Linked DNA regions of Sus scrofa: region 1 is linked to region 2. Evidence: chromatin contacts called from public HiChIP or PLAC-seq data. All regions are on one chromosome and are shown on one strand. Each heading gives the region's core, a stretch centred on a gene start, on an enhancer-like site or on the middle of the called end of the contact. The rest is flanking DNA. Distances are from core to core; before and after follow the strand shown. Region 1 overlaps LOC110260720 (a long non-coding RNA gene). Region 2 overlaps STK38L (serine/threonine-protein kinase 38-like).

Region 1 (6,484 bases), core at 3,297-5,796, 140 kb after region 2:
GCCAGGAATCGAAACCTCATCTTCATGGATACTAGTTGGATCTGTTTCCACTGAACCACGAGGGAATTCCAAACACAATATTTTAAGCACTGTTCTGAAAACTTCAGATTTAGCCCTGAAACACAGAGACAGGGTCTGTTCTCATGAACCTTAAATTTTAGGTGGGGGGAGGAGTGAATCAGTCAATTAAAAATTGAGTGAACAAGATAATTTCAAGTATTGCTATGAAGAATATTTAACCCAGGAGTTCCCTGGTGGCCAGTGGTTAAGGATCTGTCATTGTCACTGCTGTGGCGTGGGTTCCATCTGTGGCCTGGGAACTTCTGCACGCCATGGGCACAGCAAAAAAAGAAAAAAGAAAGAAAGAATATCTAGCCCAGAAATGTGCAAGAGAGTAAGTGGGCAAGGGGTGAGGGGTGGGGACTACTTCAGATCTGGATGCCAAGAGAAGTCACTCCTCTCCCTCCCAGCCTGGCCTGACAAGGAGGGAGGGAGGAAAACAAGCAAAAGTTCCCAACGTTATATGTGAAAAGCCTTCTTCAGTGATGGCAGGGATGGGAATTAATCTTAGGAGATTCTTTTGATATGAACTGATTTTTTTTATTTCTTTTCCCAATTCTTCTGGTTGGAGCCAGGAGAGACATTGTCAGAGTACCTGACTTCAGGAAGCAGGCACAATGTACTTGTTTCTTGAGGCTGCCAGCCAAAATTTCCACAAATTAGAACACTAGAAATTTGCTTTCTCAAAGTTCTAGATGCTGGAAGTCCCAAATCAAATTGCTGGCAGGGCCATGTTCTTGCTGAAGGCTCTAGGGAAGGATTCTTCTTTGCTTCTTCTTCATGGCTTCTGGTGGTGGCCAGCAATCCTTGGTGTTCTTTGGCTGGTGGCAGCATAACTTTAATCTCTGCCTCCGTTTTCACATGACTTCTTCCCTGTATCTCCTCTGTGTCTCTTTTTACATTTTTAAATATGTTTATAAAAATTTCCCTCTTTTTGTAGACATTGGTCATTGGATTTAGGAGGACCTACCCTAACCCAACATGACCTCATTTTAACTTGATGACATCTGCACAACCCTATTCCAAAGAATGTCACGTGCATAGGTTCTGAGTAAACATGAATTTGGAGGGGACAGTATTTAACCCACAAGAGACAGTCAGCTGGAACCCTCATCAGTGGGAGGAAGTACACCCCAGGAATCTGATGTCATCCTGAGACTAAAGAGGAAGGGAAAGTGTGGGAACCTCTGGAGAGGCATGGCGCAATGTTATTTGCTATCCAATTTTAACTTGGCTTACAATGTCATCAATCCCTTCTGTTGTCCTCAAGAACAGAGTTAAATTTGTTAAACAGCGTTAGATTTGTTAAACAGCCAAAGCCTCTTGAGAGGTGCTTCAGGAAATGGCTCAGAGTAGTTGGATCCATGATTAAGCAAAGTGTGGGAGGAGAGCACAGCAGGCCAGAGAGGCAACTACCACACAGCTAGGTTGATCAGCAACCTCCATCTGAGAGAACAACGAAAACCAAAGACTACCTGGCTGTTCTCAGAAATGCTTGGAGACAAAATCTTTAACGATGCAGGCTCCTTTTACCCACCCAACAACATTCTTCAAATATCCACTGCAGGCCAAGTACCCTGTTGATGTTGGGGATAAAATGCTGAGCAAAAAGAGGCCAGTGCCTGCTCTTGAGAATTTCATTGTCGACAAGGAGGGTGAGAATTTGAAGGGTGGTGTTGTTTGGGTAGAAAGGAAAAGGTGGCCCCGGGAGGTTGAGTTGAGGACCTGACTTACACTGCTTATAAACACCTGGAGTGCACAGTCAATGCTGGTTGACTGCCTTCCACGTGCCAGGCATCGTGCTCGGTACCAGCCTTCAGAAGCAGCCTCCTCCCTGCTCCCTCTCCTTTAGCTTCTCCTCCACTATTCCATAGATGCTTTGGACACCAAAAATATGTAAGACATTGATGGCCCTAATACCTCCCCCAAATAATTCCTTTGATTGGTGTGCTTCGTCTGGAAATAGCCCCATTAGAGTATCAAATACCAACCATTTGATCATTCAGCATTCCAGTCTGAAAAAACCCAAATCAATGCCTCAGGGTCCCTCTCCTGAATTTATGTTTAAACACCATGCCATGACACAAAGACACACAGCACAGTGTTCAGGACAAAGTGGACATTCCTCCACATTCACGGCTACTCTACACCTGGTACTGGAGTGGGCACCGACCAAAGGTTAGTTTCCTTTTCTTTCCTGAATAAATATCACAGGTTTGTTTGCTGGTCATAGCAATGAGTTTAGTATAAAAGAAATAAAATTCTATCAACTAAATGAAGTAAGCCAAAGACAAATATCATGATATCGCTTACATGTAGAATCTTTAAAAAATGATACCAATGAACTTATTATATGAAACAGAAATAGACTCACAGATGTAGAAAACAAACTTATGGTTACCAAAGAGGAAAGGAGGGGGGATAAATTAGGAGTTTGGGATTAACATATACACACTATTATATATAAAATAGATAAAAGGACCTACTCTATAGCACAGGGAACTCTACTCAATATTCTGTAATAACCTATATGGGAAAATAATCTGAAAAAGAATACATGTAACTGAATCTGTATACGTATATAACTGAAACTAACACAACATTGTAAATCAACTATACTTCGGTTTTAAAAAAGAAAAAAAAATAAAATTCTTATGAGTGATCTCACTATAATTTAACCAAAAAAGGAATCACTGAAGTACAAAATTTCAGAAAAGTTATGGCTTTTCAAGATCTTACAAGAACCCATCTCCAGCTTTTCTTTAATGTTGCATTTCCCTCCAGGCGTATTTCCTGCTCTGTAATCCTCTTGTCTTCTCTCCCTTCCTGCCTTCTCTTCTGATCCCCCATCAGAAAGAGAGTCACTCACTATTAAGCTTGGTCAACCATATGCAATCTGTCATACTTTTGTCTAAATAAATGTGAAAAAAAGAATTTATATAAATATACAACTGGGTCACTTTGCTGTATAGCAGAAATTAACAGAACATTGTAAATCAGCTATAATAAAAACAACTAAAAATAAATAAATAAATGTTAGATGGGCAATTTACATCTACCTTACAAGAGTTTCAGAAATTCATGTCTAAGCCATCACTAGTGAACACACCTGATCTGATGTGGCTCATTTTTCTTTTACAATTATGGACACCATGATATTTTGGAGAAGACATGATGAAAGACTAGGGCTTTGGGATCAGGTCTGGCTTTGAGTCCCTACTTTTCAATTTGCTGCCTGAGTGAACATAATACTCCTTAATTTTTTCAACTGGAATTCATAGCTACATTTGGGGCTAAAGTGAGGACCAGAGATAATCTATTATAACTGTCTGGCAAATGATAGGCACTTCATTCATGGAAGCTATTACCATTATTCTAGTCATGCCCAGTAATCTACATAATCTCTTAGATCTATTTATGGTTGCTTCTGACATTTCTACTTTTGCCTTTTTTATATTGGTTATGAATATACATGTAAAAATAAAACCGGTGTCTTCCAAATGCAAGGGGAGGGGGAACCCAATGAAGATTACATTGCATAAAATGAAGTGTCCTGGAATTCAAGCTGTGAGATATTAAACAGATTAACTACCATGGCTGTTGGTGAGGTCATTGCTTAAAATAATTTAGCAGAGCTAAACCAGACTAGCACAAACAGACTCCTGAATTGGCACATAGCACAAAAGGTAGTTCTCCTTATGCCCAAATATAGAGGTTGACTCATGCAGTCTGGGTGAAACATCTGAGGAACAAAGTGATATCACCCAAGGAGGCAGGATGACATCATTCTGCAAATGTTTCTCGTCTGTCTGGTTTTTGACTTTAGACTTTGGGGGCTCCTGTTTCTCAAGATTTCCATCAGTGGCTCTTAGACACTACCCCCCCCTCGCCCCGCCACCCGCCCGACTTGAGGGAGGCACCATCAGCTCCTGACTATCTTTAAATTTCCTGTACGTTATAAATATTTTTCCACGTCTGGCACAGTATCTGGTTTCCACCCTCCTCGTTCTATTGAAACTGGTCTCAAAAATGTCGCTAAAAATAGTCCAGTTGCCCAATCCAGTGGATTCTTTTGCTTCCTTCCCACTGGAACTGAGATCTGTGGTTGACACCAAGTATTGAATCTTCTTCCTTGCCCCTCTCTTTCTGTGCTTCTTTATCCTGGTTTCATGATTCTCTTGATTCTGAAGTTTGCTTCCCATGAGCCTCCTTCTCTTGTCTCTCTTCTGCCCTTAGATGTTCTAGAGCAGTCATTCTAGCCTCCTCTCTGGCCACAGACTCCCTTGGCAAGCTTGTCCTGTAGATGCCCTGAGCCCAGTCGCTGCTTCTGTGTCAATCTTCTCCAAACCAAACCTGGACGGGTCACTGCCCCAGCTAAGAACCTTCCATTTTCACTGTTGACTTCAGGATAAAGCCTATACACTTTGGGAAGACTGATGACTCCTTCATAACCTGGTCTGAGCAAATCTTCTGACCTTCATCCCCTACCACAGAGCTCCTCTGCCTCTGCTTGTGCTGCTTCTTCTGCCCCCCTTCCCCCAAATATCGTAGATCCTCTAAGATCCCATTCAAATGGCACTTCCACAAAGTCTTCCTTAGCAGCTTCCTCCCTGCCACCCTGGTGGAATTAGTGGCTTCCTTACCACATAACATTTTTTGCATCCCACTAGTGTAGCTCTTACCACGTTTTGTTACTACACTTATATGTCTGTTCCTGGAGACAGTGATTTCTTAAGAACAAAGACATTACCCTCTTTGTCTTATTACTGTTCACACCACCTAGCCCAGTGCCTTTCAGATCATTACATTCTCAATAAATGCTTCTCCATTTTTCAAAGATCAGTCTCATAATCAGGTTCAGTTGCTTTGCTCCTTGAAAAAGAAGAGAGACAGAAAAAACACAGTCTCTGCCAGGCACTCAGTGTGTGTTAGGCCATGTTGGGCTTTCCTGGCAAAACTCTTCCTCACTTGCCATATACTTAAACTGTGGGCAAAAGGAAGGTATGTTCCATGCTTTTTTATGCACAACCAACTCCCAGGTCAGCTAAATTCCAATGCAGAATCATCAGAAAGAACCAGCATGTCTAATCTACTTTATGCAAATAAAGGGCCTCTTCCGTTAAGTTGAGTAAGCTTTTCTAGGACACCAGGGTATCATTTTGTAAATCTCTTCTCCTAGGAGATTAAACAGGGCCTGGATATACGTTGTAATAGATGCACACAAGCTCTAATTTTATTCAGCAAAATAAATGGTTCCTTGAAATTAAGCTTGGATCAACTCAAATGTATCTCATAGCCAACCCAGGCAGAAAGGAAGATCATAACAGCAGTTGTGAAGAGCACCATTTTTCTACATACACCTACTCCGTTATCAATCAAGATTTGCTTCACCAATGATCTCTTTAGCTCAGGATTTCATAAAAGGAACAGAAAAAAAAATCTACTGTCAATGACTGAATTTCCACTGCTTAATAAGGGCAGCTACAATGTATAATATATGTTTTTATAAAATAATTATTAACACATATTAAGCAATAGTATGTATGTGTCAAGCTCTGGCTGTATGTCTTACATGGATTATCTAATTTCCTCACAATAACCCCATGAGGGAAACTGTTACTATCTCCATCTTACAGATGAGGAAACTGAAGATCAAAAGGTCAAGTTAAGTGCAAACATGACAGAGCTATTGAGCAGTCAGCTGGGGATCAAAGACTGAATCTAACACTGGTGAATTTAGGGGATAGAGATTTTTGGTCAATTACCAGTGCCTGTTTATAAAGGGTATGATGATCCCCCACAAGAAATATGGATAAGGAAACCTGGTCAGTTAGGTCTCAGTCTTTATATACTCTCTTCCAGGGCAATCTTTTTTTTTTTTTTAAGGGCCAAACCCATGGTATATGGAGGGTCCCAGGCTAGGGGTTGAATCAAAGCTGTAGCCACTGGCCTATACCACAGCCACAACAATGCCAGAACCGAGCCACATCTGCAACCTACACACAGCTCACAGCAAGGCAATGGTGGTTCCTAACCCACTGAGCAAGGCCAGGGATTGAACCTGCATCCTCATCAATCCTAGTTAGATTTGTTTCTGCTGAGCCATGACTGGAACTCCTCTTCCAGCCCAATCTTGATCAATTACAGGTATGGAACACTATTTCTTTTTGAAGTGGGAAAAGGAGTAGGAAAAAGAGAGATGCCAAGGAAGTATATGAATGCAATTTTCCTGCTCAAACCTCAGCGTAAAACCATGTATGGATAAGTGGAGGCTCTGCTCAGAATCCCTTAGGACCTTGACAGTGGGTCTGACTGCACCTGAGCAGAACAATTCTGTCTTTGCCTGGATCTCTCCTCCGCTGCCCCAGGTGATCTTTGTAGCATGAGGCCCAAGGGACTCTAGTACAGAATGTCCAGCACTGCT
Region 2 (6,697 bases), core at 3,859-6,358:
AATGAAAGTAACTTAATATTGGTCAGCCTGGAGGTGGGGTGACAAGAGAGGGAAGAGGCCGAATCATACAGGGCCCTCGACACTCATGTTAAAGAGCTGGTCTTCTCCTGAGAAAACCTGGGAGCCAGGCAAAGGCACTAAGCAAAAGAGTGACGTGGTCAGATCTGGTTTTTGACAAATCACCCTGGCTGAAGTGTACAGAAAAACTGGGTGTGGGAATGTGGCTCAGGATGGGGGAGGAGAGAACACTGGGGGCAGTGACTCTGCAGGTGAAATACAGGTGGTTTACACCACTAGGTTCATGGCACTGGAAGAGAGAACTGGGTAGTTCAGAGATATATTTTGGAAAAAATTTTAAGGAGACTGGACAATTGATTGATCCTTCTTGGAGTCGTCTCCTCATGCCTATTGGAGTAGTGTAGATCCTGTTTACTGAATATATGTTCTTGGAATTTAAAAAAAAAAGCTTCCTGCTTTCAAAGATGTCCATCACAGCGACAAAGTCAAAAGCCCACATTCAAATATGAAATCCACATTTTTCAAGTTGTAAAATCACCTGACAGCAATGAATGAAAAAGTCACTGGGGCTGCTTTTATACAGTCATTATGGTTTTTTCCCCTTTTATTGAGATATAATTGGCATATAATATTGTGTAAGTTTAAAGTGTGCATACTATGTGATGATTTGATACAAGTATATATCCTGAAACGAGTATGACAATAAGGTAAGTTAAACATCTATTACCTCATATAACCATTTTTTTTTTTTTTGGTAGAACATTTAGATTTACTCTCTTAAGAACTTTCAAGTATAGGAGTTTCCGTCGTGGCGCAGCAGAAATGAATCCAACTAGGAACCATGAGGTTGCGGGTTTGATCCCTGGCCTTGCTCAGTGGGTTTTGGATCCAGCGTTGCTTGTAAGCTGTGGTGTAGGTTACAGATGTGGCTCGGATCCTGCTGTGGCTGTGGCATAGGCTGGCAGCAACAGCTCTGCTTAGACCCCTAGCCTGGGAACCTCCATATGTCACAGGTGCAGCCCTAAAAAGCAAAACAACAACAACAAAAAAAACCAGAAAAAACAACTTCCAAGTATATAACAGAGTATTGTTAACCAGAGTCACAGTAATTACAGCTCAGTTACCTCTTCATCTGCTAATCCTTCTTCTTCCATGGCCACTTCTAATTTCTTCTGCCTTTTCAAAGAAAAAAATAATTTACATTTTAATTGTGTTCCTAAGTATTCCCATTTAAGAAATGTGCATTTATTTTTTTTAAGTTTACACTTCAGTTTGCTATGCTAAAGAAGCTTTTCCAGTCGAATCAAAACAATCACTAAGAATAGTGATTAATATATATAAACATAATATGTACACACAAATATTCCTTTCTTAAAAAATAAACCCAGTCCAGATTTAGCTGTCTCATACTAGCCAAATGAAAAATTTACTTCTAAAGCTGCTTAATGAATTGTTAGCCAAGGTGACTCATGTTCTAATACAGAAAACTCTGTTACCCATGTTCAAACGTCCAAAATCACTCACATTTATCAGTGTTTATACTAGATGTGTTTAAAAAGGTAACAATAGTGACTAAACGTAAACATTTCTAAGGTGCATATCCCTGTGCTTGACTCTTGGTTTTAACACTTATTAGCTGATGTCTAAGTCCTTCACCTAAACTCTAAAGTTGATTTCCCCCACTAATCAAGGACAGAGGTTCAATGCAATTAAGAATATTTTACTCTATTCTATTTCTTGGAAAACTGAAAAGTCATATATGCACATAAAAAAAAAAACACATTAATTACCAGAACATTTGGTTTTACAGGAATAGCCAAGTTCAGTCATTCAGTACTTTAAAATGCACCCTTGACTTTACTTAAGCTAAGTGGGGCCGGGGGTTAGGCAGTATGGATGAAGTAGCTAGTAACTAGAGAGATAGCTGTGGTACACATTTTGCAACTCATTTCTAAGCGAATATTGCTATTTTATTTCCACTGTATTGGTACTGGTACCAGGAGAGCTCTTCCTAATTAGTTCTGGAGTGTACCAGAATTAGACTAACTTTCAAAGACTTAGCCAAATGAGTACAAGGGTTGAGGACTGAAACCATCATACAAATGTTTTGGTATTTGTTGTTTATGACAGTCTGTCCAAAAGTAATCTTTCCCTAAACTGCTGTTAAGATCCCCTATTTTTAATGGAAAGTTCCTTTAAAAAATATCTTGGGAGTTCTCGTCGTGGCGCAGTGGTTAACGAATCCGACTAGGAACCATGAGGTTGCGGGTTCGGTCCCTGCCCTTGCTCAGTGGGTTAACGATCCGGCGTTGCCGTGAGCTGTGGTGTGGGTTGCAGACGCGGCTCGGATCCTGCGTTGCTGTGCCTCTGGCGTAGGCCGGTGGCTACAGCTCCGATTCAACCCCTAGCCTGGGAACCTCCATATGCCGCGGGAGTGGCCCAAGAAATAGCAACAACAACAACAAAAGACAAAAAAAAAAAAAAAAAAAAATCTTGGAGTTCCTGTCGTGGCACAGTGGAAACGAATCCAACTAGGAACGATGGGGTTGTGGGTTTGATCCCTGGCCTCGCTCAGTGGGTTAAGGATCCGGCGTTGCTGTGAGCTGTAGTGTAGGTTGCAGATGCAGCTCGGATCCAGCGTTGCTGGGGCTGTGGTGTAGGCCGGCAGCCATCGCTCCAATTAGACCCCTATCCTGGGAACCTCCATATGCCGCGCCCGTGTGGCCCTAAAAAGACAAAAGACAAAATAAATAAATGAATAAATACATATGCGTGTGTGTGTGTGTATATATATAGTTCAGTCACTTCCTTGAGTCTAGTAATAAGCACCCACCTTGGCACTAATCACACTGATTTTTTGTTTACACAGTTATCTTTTGTTGCTATATTATTTGCCCAAGCCCAACCCTTTGAATGGGCTAGGCCAATACTGGATCCTGTGTCTGCCTTTATGCACAGAGCTGCTTGTTCAATGATCTGGGTTTTCTCCTCTGCAGGAAGAATCCACAGAGTGAGAGGACCATTAACCTAGGAGGCACTATCAGTACACAAGCAGATTTATTCTTCTGTCAAATCCCTACTGCCCCCTTTCCTCAATCTGTGTGAAAGCTAAAACTTCAGTAAATCTCCCATCCTTATGAGGAGAGATGCAAGGACTTTCATCCATTTCCAGGCCTAAATAGGAAGACTCACGGACTTTTCCTATACCACTTTAAAAGAGACTTTACCTCTAAATAAGCTTATGCTCTATTCTTACTGGTACTTTATTGGCATTTACTCAATTAGGTAAGCCTTAAAATGTCATGTGTTTTCCTAAAGTATAAGCTTTTAGGAGTTCCCATCGTGGCGCAGCGGTTAATGAATCCAACTAGGAACCATGAGGTTGTGGGTTCGGTCCCTGCCCTTGCTCAGTGGGTTAGCGATCCGGCATTGCCGTGAGCTGTGGTGTAGGTTGCAGACAAGGCTCGGATTCCGCATTGCTGTGGCTCTGGCATAGGCTGGCGGCTACAGCTGCGATTCGACCCCTAGCCTGGGAACCTCCATATGCCGCGGGAGCAGCCCAAGAAATAGCAAAAAAAGACAAAAAAAAAAAAAAAAGCTTTTAGAAAATATAAGCTGATTATTTAACTTCCATGGCACCATAAAGATGAGATTGCTTTTTTCTTTTTAAACAACAGTAGATTCTTTTATTCCTACTTTCCTTTGTTTGGGAACAGAGGGCAAAACAGAATTACTTTAAGGTTTCAGCAATAAAAAGACAATGACCCTTTAAAATTCTGATGAATAATTTAAGTGACTATTGAAAAAATCTAGGGCTTTCCTTCCTTTCTTTTACTTTATTCCATCTCCTTTGATGATCTGACCACTTTCAGAGACATTCATTACATTTACAGTTGACATAGTTTTTTATGTGTCTGGATTTATTTCTCACTTATGGTGCAATTTCTACTTGTGCTTGCTCGTTGGTATTTCAGTTTTTCTTTTTCACTTGCCGCCTTCTGAATTTATTTTTCCCCATCCATTTTTTTCCTTCTATTAGTTTCAAAGTTACAAACTCTATTTTTATTCCTTTAGAGGCTACCCTAAAAATTACGTGTACATTTAATTTGTCAAAGCCTGAAATTAATCAATTTTCCCTAGCTATGTTGTATCCACTATCCACAGAGTCAATGATCCTCTTAAGAATAATTTAATTCCACTTACTTCCCTCCTAACTAAGAGTCTACTACACAAAAACACTTTAATACTTTTTGAAAAAATACATAAGACATTAAAAAAAAAAAGGAGTTCCCATTGTGGCTTAGCTATAATGAACCTGACCAGTATCCAAGAGAACATGGTTCGATCCCTGGCCTCACTCAGTGGGTTAAGAATCCAGTGTGTTGCTGTGAGCTGTGGTGCAGGTCACAGAAGCTGCTCAAATCTGGCATTGCTGTGGCTGTGGCAGAGGCTGGCCCCATATGCCACACTTGTGGCCCTAAAAAGCAAATACATACATACATACGTACATACATACATAAGACATTATCAATACTGCTGGGTTTTTTTTGAGTGAGAATTGCAATTTTTAATTTTTATTATTTATTTATTTATTTAGCTTTTTAGGGCCATATCCATGGCATATGGAGGGTCCAAGGTTAGGTGTCAAATTGGAACTACAGCTGCCAGCCTACGCTACAGTCCAGCAACACAGGATCCGAGTCAAGTCTACAACCTACACCACAGCTCATGGCAACGCCAGATCCTTAACCCACTGAATGAGGCCAGGGATCGAACCTGCAACCTCATGGTTCCTAGTTGGATTCGTTTCCACTGCGCCATGGCAAGATCTCAATTGCTGATTTTTTATACAGTTTTTGTTGAGAATCATTCACATGTTTACAGTTAGATTTTCTGTTTGTGACTATGTTCCCTCCACCTAAGTTAAGTTAAATCTTCTGGAATTTCTGCAGATGGCATATGCTTCATTTAACTTGCCTCTCTCTGTTCCCTTCTCCTTCTTCTCTTCCTTTGGAACTCTGATCAAAGATATGTTTGCTCTCCTCACTGTCCTCCATGTTGCTTAGCTCTCTTTCTTATTTCCTAGTTGACTTCTGAGTAGTTACTTTGGTTTCATTTTCTAGTTCTAATTCTCTCTCCAGCCACATCTAATCAGTTAGACCTGCCCAAAATTATGTTCAAAACCAGATTCTTCCTCTACAGTCCTAGTTCGCTAATTGTGCCACTCTCGGTATGCCCAAGTGTGAGATTTCGGAGCCAGCATTAACTTATTTTTCTTGCACTCCATATTTGGGTAGTTGCTATGTTTTTTCTGTCTTTCTCACTCAGTTCCTCTCTATTATTGCTGTCATAATCCGAAAGCAAGCCTCCTTTCCACTGGCCTGGGCTACAGCACTAGCCTTTCCTGTTCCTAATTCCTCTTCCCACAATCAATTCTGTCCATCACAACTAAAGTAGTCTCCCAGAGAAACACCTGTGACCATTTAAATCTTCTTTTTGAAAGTTTTCAAGGCTCTTTACTGGCATGAGAAAAGCTCCACTAACAAAGCATCCAAAGCTCTCAGGAAATGGTAAAACCCAGCTGGAGCGAAATTAGACAGTGCCTGAAGGGCACTGAAGGTGGTTTCTTCCGCCTCTAATATCCTTCCTCCTGCTCTTTCACCTCTTTCTTCTCCCCTTTCTGCATACATAAACAGTACTCTCCCTTTGGAGCCCCGTTTAAATGTCACCACCATTTATGAAGCCTTCCCAGCTGCCTCTGTCAAAAACAATCTCTCCCATCCTTGCCCTTCCCAAAGGGCATACTTTTCACCCTTTCATGTAATATTTATGTGCATTGTCTCTCTTGCTGTAAGTTTCCTGAAGGCAAAATAACATTTGACTCATTTTTAAAATTCTCCCGTTCCCACTGATATACACACAACACTGTGAATCCTTTTGGGTTAAAGGCAGTTATTCATTAAGCTCCCTTCTAAAAGAAAGTATAAAGGTATGTCAGAATTTCATAGGTAGAAAAGTTTTCTTTAAAACACCAACTGACCTGTGATACAAGTATATGGGTGCACAGGACAAGATACTACTCTATGAAAGTAAAACAAGTAACAAGGTACACTCTCAGGAAACCTAAAGACAGCATACAGGTTTCCACAATATTTGTATTATTAATGGACAGGGTGTTTACTCCCCACCTGCAGCATAACAAGAAAATTATTAACTACACAGAAAATTTTGACCAGCCTTTTCTGTACCTGGTTTCTCTCTCTTCATGCTGTAAAATTAGGTTGCTGTAGAAATTCTCCAGTGTGAGCTTGGCCACAGTCACTCTTTCCCGGGTATGGTTGCTCATAGGAAAGGTGGTAGCAGTAGTCCCTGCCGTCATTGCCATAGTAACAGAAACTAGAACAGAGAGACACAAATTGTTCAGTAGAAAAAAACTTTCTGTCCCTTTAAACAAACTCTAGAAATGGTTAATTTCTACTATGCAAACTTGTCCTCTAACAGTTAAGACGTTTGAGTCTTTTGTATTATGGATTATATGCTAGCAAAGAAAGAGGCACTTCCCCCAAAACAACAAAAGTGAATTCTGTGCTGGCAAAACCAAGGGTAAAGAAGCAGCAGTGGCAATAGACACGTAATACTGACACTTATTTATCAAGGGTCATATTCAATAAGTATTCAA

What was found. HiChIP or PLAC-seq counts read pairs in DNA pulled down with a chosen protein or histone mark.
Region 1: a contact with region 2 is called in an H3K27ac HiChIP or PLAC-seq map of alveolar macrophages. The contact joins two enhancer-like sites. A contact is called at or near these places in 3 of 47 Hi-C or Micro-C datasets (embryonic fibroblasts, fetal heart ventricle and retroperitoneal adipose tissue) and 1 of 2 datasets of contacts at active chromatin or transcription factors (alveolar macrophages).

The regions. Positions count from the first base shown.
Region 1 is chr5:46,652,270-46,658,753 of Sscrofa11.1, forward strand. All of the region lies in intron 1 of LOC110260720 (a long non-coding RNA gene), which reads right to left. Among named protein-coding and RNA genes, the nearest start is that of STK38L, 81 kb to the left of the region's middle. Within about 2 kb of position 4,547, at least 13 of the 83 cell types and tissues checked have an H3K27ac peak or open chromatin away from gene starts, as enhancers often do. A contact at or near this core is called in alveolar macrophages and retroperitoneal adipose tissue, where this site is marked.
Region 2 is chr5:46,514,798-46,521,494 of Sscrofa11.1, forward strand. It overlaps STK38L (serine/threonine-protein kinase 38-like), which reads right to left. Exons shown (of 15, transcript XM_021092164.1): 3 at 6,267-6,414; 4 at 1,143-1,194. The coding sequence starts at 6,403. Among named protein-coding and RNA genes, the nearest start is that of ARNTL2, 36 kb to the left of the region's middle. Within about 2 kb of position 5,109, at least 4 of the 83 cell types and tissues checked have an H3K27ac peak or open chromatin away from gene starts, as enhancers often do. A contact at or near this core is called in alveolar macrophages and retroperitoneal adipose tissue, where this site is marked.